2 separate regions of the Strix aluco genome follow, and region 2 is linked to region 1. The links are chromatin contacts, called in public Hi-C maps. All regions are on one chromosome and are shown on one strand. Each heading gives the region's core, a stretch centred on a gene start, on an enhancer-like site or on the middle of the called end of the contact. The rest is flanking DNA. Distances are from core to core; before and after follow the strand shown.

Region 1 (3,938 bases), core at 544-3,043:
TCCCTCTGTAAATCTGTTTCTCTGGAGCATTAAAAATCTGGGCTCTGTCAAGAGCCCCACCAAGCTGACATATATGAGTGCCAGGAAGTCCCTCGTGCTGACTGCCTGCCCCCAAAAATACCATCAGGAGTTGTCCTCCGAGCGCAATGAAGAAGGAGCATGACCTTCCAGCCTGCTGGTCAAAGCACTCAGCTGGAAGGAGACACATGAACTGTAGGTTCTCCAGGGAGGGAACTGAACCCAGGTTTACAGGGCCTCAGGCAAAGGCTTTGCCTGCTCAGCCTGTGCTGGTGCTACGGTCTCATTCACCCGGACTTTAGAAAGCAGCCATGCCCGTGTCTTTCACAACAGGCCATGTTCACAGAGCGCTATCGGCTCTCGAGGTACACCTACGGCACGGGGCCCTGGTGACTCATGCGCTATTCTGCTTTGGTTTTGGATCTCAGCAGGGTTTAAACACAGGGTAGGCGGCTAGGACAAGGCTAGGGTATTTCTAGTCATAGTCATAACGCTTAGAAACGTCTGTGGCTGTGACTGACGGGCTCACGCAGATTTAGCTGCAGTGCTTCTAAGATAGCATCTGGTCCTGGCAGCCCTCTCCATCCCTCGGGAGGAATTTAGCACCCCTGGTTCAGGGGCCAATGCAGGACATCAAACCAACCACAGATGGGGGATTTGTACCCAGGACTGAATTTGAGCTAACTCATGCTTCCCCTGCTGTGGGGGCCTGCTGTGGAAGGGGTGTCCATTGGGGTGGGGTGGCATCTCCTGGGGTCTCCACTCTGCCAGAGCACTTGGGTCAATCTTGAGCGTGCTGTAGACACTTTGGCAGCCAGGAAAGAGGGAGGGAGGCTGGATCATAACTCTGTACTCCAGCTTCTAAGTCTTTTAGGCACTTAATGTCCTTTTTTGGGTCCTTACGTGCAAACTTTCCCTCCTGGGGCTGTCAAGCAGTGACTGTGGACATTAAAGCTAGTAATGGATAAGATTGTAAACATCTTCTGAAAGTGCACAGCAGAGCCCTTTATCGTCGTAATGAAATACATTTAAAGTGCTTAAAAACTCATCCAGAAATCTCTTTCCAAATGAGTAAGGCTTGGCAACTCTCCCCTCCACAGCCTGAATGCAATGTAACCCTTCTGTCTTCCCGTTCTCTTCAGGGCACATGCAGATACCCAACAGCTACTTACAGGGTAGCATTCCATTATAAAAACAATCACACTCGAAATCCGAATTATTTTAATTGCAGTCCTTATAAATAGCCACAAAACAATCAAACAGAAAGCGATCAGAAAATAGCTTCCCTTCCCCCTCTCCTTAGTATGCTCGACAGGTTTTGCTTTGAATCTCTGAGCAGGCAGCTCCTTTGTAACTCCGAGCACCTTTCACCTCCCCCACTTCTTTAGGCGCCCCGCTTGGGGAAGCACAGGGAAGAAGTTGGTTGGAAAAGCACCCCAACAAAATCATAGGGAGCCCCGGACAAAACTTCTCTGTGAAAAGCTGAATACTGCAAATCACGGTGCGCGTTTCTGGGCCTAACCCCCCCCCCCCCCCCCGCCCCGGTTACAGGGCAGGAGGGTGATGCCCGCGGGGTCGGGGCTGCCTCCAGCCCCGTCGTCCCCCTCCGAGGTACCGGTAGCTGCCGTCCCTCGCCGTGCGGCGGCCCCGGCCCCGGCCCCAGCCCCAGCCCTTACATGGACAAATCTGCCTGCAGGGAAAGGCAGGAATTTGGGCCCTTGACGTCAGCCCCGGGCAGAGCGCAGCAGCCCGGCGGGGCGGGAGGCAGCGGCCGCCGCTTTCGCTTTTTGTTTTGGGGGCGTCCCGCCGAGATCGGGGCTGCCGCCCCCCGCTTCCTTCGCCCGAGGGGAGGTAAGGGCCGAGGGGGGGGCACGGAAGGGCCGGGGGGAGGGATACGGGAGGTGGGAGCGCCGCGGCCGGGGGGATGCGGAGGGGCGCGGGAGGGGCTGGAAGGACCGGAGGGAGGGATGCGGGAGGGCGGAGCGCGGGAGGGGCTGGCCGCGGGGATGCCGGGGGGATGCGGGTACAGAAGCAGCGAGCGCGGGAGGGGCCGCCCGGGGGACGCGGCGGGGCAGCGGCGCGGGGCGCGGAAGGGGCCGGCGGGCGGAAGGGGCCGGCGGCGGGGCCGAGGGGCGGGCGCGGCGGGGCGGTCCCGGGCACGGCCGTGGCCCCGCCCCCGGCCCCGCCTCCCCCCGCCGCCTCCTCCCGCCGCCGCCGCCGCCGCCGCCGCGCTCGCCTCCGCTGCCTCCTCCCCCCGAGGTATTGTTGCAGATAATAACTTGCCCCCTTCCTCTTCCCCCCCCCCCACCTCTCCGCCCGCCGAGGCAGCTGTGCAACAGCTGGAGCCCCCGGTCGGGGCGGGGAGCGCTGCCGACCGCCCGGGGGGGGCCGCGCCTGGCTCCTCCCTCCGCCCGGGGCGCCGCGGCCGCCGGAGGGGGGACGGCCCGGCCCGGCCCGGTGCGAGCTCGGCGATGGGGCGGGGGCAGCTCTCGGGTGCGGGGCAGGGCTGAACTTCCCCGGTACTTCAGCGGCCCCGCCGCACGCCTGCCCGCTCCGCGGTGAGCGGGGGCTGCCTGCGGGCCGGGGTCCCCCCGGGACGGCCGGGCTCGGTGCTACCGGCCGCAGGTGCACCCGGCCGGGGCCGCTCCGCTCCGAGCGGCTGCAGCGCGGCCCCGCCGCACCTGGTACCCGCCGACCCCTCGGCCGGGGCTCGGTAGTAAATAAGTTGAATAAAGCCCTGGCAGGTTTTTATACGCCAGGGGAGGCCCATCCTTCCCCAGCAGGTAAGGACGTAAAAGTTTCCCACACCCTTACGTCATCCAAGGCTTTTTTTTTTCTTTTTATATATATTTTTTTTCCCTCCCCCTTCCAGCTGCCCTCCCCTTCTGAACAGCCAAATCTTATTCCTGCCATTGTTCAGGAGCACACTCTATGCCCTGGGGCTGTGCTGGGGAGAAGGCAGTGCTCTGGAGTAGGAGGTGTTGATGGAGAAACTCATGCTGTAATTGCTCTGGCTACTGTACCTCGAGGTGCCGTTTGGCCCTGTTGGTGAAACAAGTAAGCGTTGAGTTCTCCTGCTTTGTTTTGATTATTTTTTTTGTTTGTTTTGTTTTTTTCCTACACCTGTACAAGTTGGTTTTTTGACCCAGTTGTTTTGTTTTGGTTTTGGGTTCCAGTTTGGTATCTTTCTGTCGAGAGGCAATTGATACACAAAAGTTTTAAGAGCTTGCAGGAACCATCACAGGCTTGCAGATGTGTCGTCCTGCACATCCACACCACCACGGCCCCTGCGCACAAAGTGGTTTTGACCCATGTGAAATGCAAGGTCTCACGTGGAAGTGTGAAGTTTTTGGAAACACTACATTTGACAATTTCTTTACTTCCTTGGACTCATTTACCTGTAGAGTTTGTGCTTATTCTTTCCATGAATGATTTTTGGGGCAAGATTGTGAGAGAGAGCAGGGAGTCACTGGTTGTCTGGGAGCTGGGTGGTAAGAGCAGGTGCTGGCTTACCAAGTAATTACAGATATGGGACATTAGGAAGGCAGGGGGATACATGGAGCCAGGGAACAGGACACAGGATTTCATCTCTATGTTAACAGTGCAGCTGTGTTCATGCTGGAAAATGTTGGTCACTGTCATGTGTGTAACCCAGCCTGCTGTGCAGCAGTGCAGTTTGGGGATGTGAGGGACTTTCTGGTAATCCCCACCCTTGCTGCAGCAGGACTGGTCCAGGCAAGGCTAAGTGATACTCTGGAATATGGGATTTCCCTCAGGAAATCTTTCTATCTGAGGATAAAGATTTACTGTTGAAAACTTCTCTCTGCCAGCTGGCCTACTCTATCCTCCTGCCTACCCCATGACCTTTCATCCTATCACTCCTAAATTTATTAGCTCTGTTATTCCCTTTTCAGTTGTTT
Region 2 (4,097 bases), core at 1,357-3,856, 160 kb before region 1:
AGAGGTTTCCCCTAAAATATTTTTAAAGCAATTTTTGAACTGTAACCCCCCCCAAGGACGTCAAGAAGCAGCCTGTATTTGCTCTTAAAGCACTTATCCTTTAAACCTTTGGAACAATACGGCAAATAATAATTTTTAGAGCATTTAAAACCTCATGACAGGAATCAATAAGCATCCCCAGATCGAACGAGGGCCTGATCCCATACCCGGCCCTGCTGACACTTCCACTGGCGCAGGTAAGAATTTGGCCCCAGACAGAGATTTTGGACCAACGCAGCGCTTCTTGCTAAGCCTCATCTGTCTGGCCCCAGCCTCCCTTCGCACTGATCCTGCGCCTACTGGAGTCAGTGGAAAAAACTAACCCAGGCCGGGTTTGTTTTTGTTGTTTCTGACTCATGATTTTAAGCCCAGATTTGCCTCTTCCCTGGAAATGCAACAGGGGGGTCAAAGGCAGCTTTTTAGGCACATCTGAGAGGCCGCCGCAGATTTTTCTAAACAAACGCCTTGCTTTCTGTTTCCCTCCTTCCCAAGAGGCGATTTCATAACATTTCATACTGTGACTTTGCAAACTAAAGGCGGAGGGGGCGGGGGGGGGGGGGGGGGGGGGGCGGCAGGATGGCGAGGCGGAGGGGCGGCGAGGGGGGGGTGGGGGGGGGGGCGGCCGGGAGAGGTCGCTGCCGCCCGACCACTAAAGTTTTCATAACAAAGTTGGGCTTTTTCGGTTTTGTTTTGCCTTTTTCTTTTTTCTTTTTTTTTTTAAGGGGGGGGTTAAAAAAAATTATATATATACAAACACAAAACCACACACCTAACCAAAAAATAAAAAGCCTCGTCCCTTCCCCCATTCGCTTTTGGTTTTTTGGGGGGAGCCGGAGGGAGGCTGGGGGAGCGCAGCGGCGCGGGCCAGGCGCGGTGCGCGGGGGTTGCGCGGCTCTCCGCGGCCGGCCGCGCCGCTCGCTCCAGGAATAGCGTGTGGCCGGGGGCCAGCCCCGCGGCTGCCGGCGGCAGATTTACGAGCGCCTGTCGCCGCGCCAAGTCCGCCGCGGTAGTAAACACAGGGGAAGGGCTGTGATGGGGGCACCGGGGGGCTCCCCCCGCCCCGCAGCCGGGACCCCATCCCTTACACGGCTGCACACCATTTTCTCCCCCGGCCGCCTTCCTCCCGGCGGGGGACCCCTCTCCTCCCCGCGGGGGTTGTTTATTATTATTATTGTTATTATTATTATTATTTTGAGCACTGCGCGTAATGGTCAGAGTTGCTCCATACACTTTCCGCCCCCCCTTCCCGAGCTTTGCATCGCGTTTTATTTCCCAGCCGGCAAAAGCCCGTCGCGGCCGGCCCGGCACACACCGTCGGGGCGAGCGCAGTTCCGCCCCCCCGCCCCGGGCCGCCGCTCCGCGATGCTCCGGGGCCGGCAGCCGGCGACGGCCGAGCCTCCCCGCGGGCTCCCCCCTTCCCCGGGCAGAGAAATGCCGCAAGTCTTCTCCATCACCGCCCGTTGTTAGCCCGGGGCTTGACAGATCACGGCGCAGCCCCGCCACAGGTTGCAAAACGCACCAGCCGTTTCGCAGTTGCATCGGGGACGGAATAACAATAATAACGATATATTAATCAAGATAGAGTGGGGGGGGGAGGGAAAATGATGCGGAAAGGCCGGAGCGGTGGTGCCCGGTGCGGCCGAACCCCCGCGCTGCCGCCAGCCCCGCTCCGCGGCGGCTTTTGTGCGGCGGCGAGACGACAACAGCGACACAACACGCACGAAAAAAAAAATTAAAAAAACAGGAAAAATAAGAAGAAGGGGGGTGAAAAAAAAAGGGGGGGGGGGGGGAAGAAAAATAACACACCCCGACCGAGGGATCCAGCCATTGGGAACCGACCCCGAGTCACGCAAAACGCCAGCAGCCCGGCGGCCGCCAGTCCCGCTCGCCGCCGTCCTGCGCCCGCGGGGCGGCTGCAGGTGCAGAGAGGAGCCGCCGCCGTCCTCCCCGTCCCCACCCGGCCGTCACGCGTGCGGGAAAGCCAATAATCCCAGATAAGCGACAATCCCCGGGAGAGGACGGCGAGGGGAGACACCCCCCCCCCCCCCCGCCGCGTCCCCTTATACACGCTCCCAGCGTTAAGACATGCAGGCACCCCTATTTTTCTCGCTTGACAGCGGGCAAGGAAGAGGGGGGTGTGTTTGGGGGGGAATTAAATAAATAAATGAGGCAGAAAAAAAATGTAAAATGTTAAGGGATAATAAAAAAAAATAAATATTGAAGGGCTGTCGGGGCACCTGCCGCGGGAAAGGGGGGGAAGGAAAGAGGGGGGGAAAAAAAATGGGTAGAAATATATAGAGGCGGCTCCGCGCCAGGCGTCGGAGCGGGGCAGGGAGGGAAAGAGGAGGGAAAAAAAAAAAAATGGAGAGAAAAAAAAAAAAAGAGCGAGCGCGAGAGAGAGAATTAAAGGGTAAAATCGGCCGCGGCAATAGAAGCAGCAATCACCTGGTCTCCGGGCTTTCCTAGAAACTCCTTGCATCACCACTTCTAAGAACCCCAGTTCTAAGAATCAACAGAGCCCAATTCTCGGAATTTGAGCTGCAGACTCTACCATTGCGCTAAGCATGGGGAGGGCCACGGACCTCCCCCCGCCGCTCCGCCGCCGCCGCCGCCGCCCTCTCGGGCCGCGGGCACCCCCCCCCCCGAGCCGCCCCCATAGGGGGCGGCTCGGGGGGGGGGTGCCCGCGTCCCGGGAGGGCGGCGGCGGCGGCGGGGGTCCCATCGAGTCGCCCTCCCTCCCTCACCCCCCCCTCCCCATTCCTAATGGTCGCGCCCGGGTGGTGGGTCACGTGGCGGCGGGTGCTGTGTGTGACGTGGGGGCGCGGCGGGGTGGCGGCGCGCGGCCGCGGAGCAGCGCGCGCGGCGCGGAGCAGCAGCAGCAGCAGCAGCAGCGGGAGCAGCGGCGGGAGCAGCAGCGGCGACAGCGGCGACAGAGACAGCGACAGCGGCGGAGGAGGAGGAGGAGGAGGAGGAGGAGGAGGAGGAGGACGGGGGTCCCGGGTGCAACTCCGGGCTGTGCAAACACACATCCCCCCACGCCCCCCCACCCCTATTCCCTCTCCGAAAGCGAGAGAAAAGGAAGAAATCTGAAAAAAAAAAAAAATACGCCTTCTATTTTTTTTTTTTAAAATATGATTTTTACATTTAATTTGGGGCGGGGGGTCACTTTCGCGTTTAAAAGCAACCCTACCCCCCTAAAAAAAAATACAACCCAACGAGCAAAGCCAGGATCCTGCTGCATTGCACTGGATTTTTACATTTTTTAAGAATTCTTTTTCCCACAATCAGCTTTTTTAATAATTTTTGCAAACAGCCACGCTCAGCTCATGGCCTCCGACGGGGATTTACTCTTGGGGAAAGAAGCTTTTTCCTTAAAGATCCCCCCTCCATGTGTTCCCCTTCCCTTTTTCCTTTGCGTTTTTCATTTTCATGTTAATTATTTTTTTTGCCAGGACTCTCCAGACTAGAAAATTTTTTTTTTTTTTTTTTATCCATTTTCTCTTTTCCTTTCCAGGACTCTGGAGTGGTGGGTTAATTCTTTGTAGCTGTTGTTGTTATTGTTGCAAAATAATCTGTAAGTCTGTAAATACTCTGCTTGTATGGAAATGTCGGACTGTGCTGGGGATGCAAAACCGCGTTGGGTTTTCTGGAAGGGATTTTATTTCGGCACTTTTTGCCTATTGCTGGGCAAAGGCCTTTGCTGGGAGGTGTGGGATGGCTGGGGGGGAAATAATGCAAAGCCTTTTCAATCCATATTTCGGATGGGTTTTGCAGGGGGCTGCAGAAGGAGGGGGCCCGTCACCCCAGCCTTCCCCCGGTCCTGTATGGAAATGTATCACCCTGTATGTAAATCCGTTGAGATTTCTGCCTCTATCGCCCAGCCTTGCGTATTTATTTCAAGCGGGCCTGCTGCGAGGGTTTGTCTTGGGGGGGTGGTGGTGTGTGGATCACAAGTCTCATTTTTCTTTCCCTGTCGTTTTTTTGGGCTGTGAGGTGCTGCTGTGGCAGGGAGCAGGGGGACGGCACGCTCCAGGCTGCGATGGCATTCCCAGGCCATT

What was found. Hi-C and Micro-C count contacts between places; a contact is called where the count stands out from the background.
Region 2: a Hi-C map of brain shows a contact between it and region 1, with 2.7 times the contacts expected there. The contact joins the promoter of BCL6 here to the promoter of LPP in region 1. A contact is called at or near these places in 2 of 2 Hi-C or Micro-C datasets (brain and heart).

The regions. Positions count from the first base shown.
Region 1 is chr9:19,339,305-19,343,242 of bStrAlu1.hap1, reverse strand. LPP (LIM domain containing preferred translocation partner in lipoma) reads left to right here and starts at 1,793. Exons shown (of 12, transcript XM_074833994.1): 1 at 1,793-1,869.
Region 2 is chr9:19,500,013-19,504,109 of bStrAlu1.hap1, reverse strand. BCL6 (BCL6 transcription repressor) reads right to left here and starts at 2,606. Exons shown (of 10, transcript XM_074834005.1): 1 at 2,485-2,606.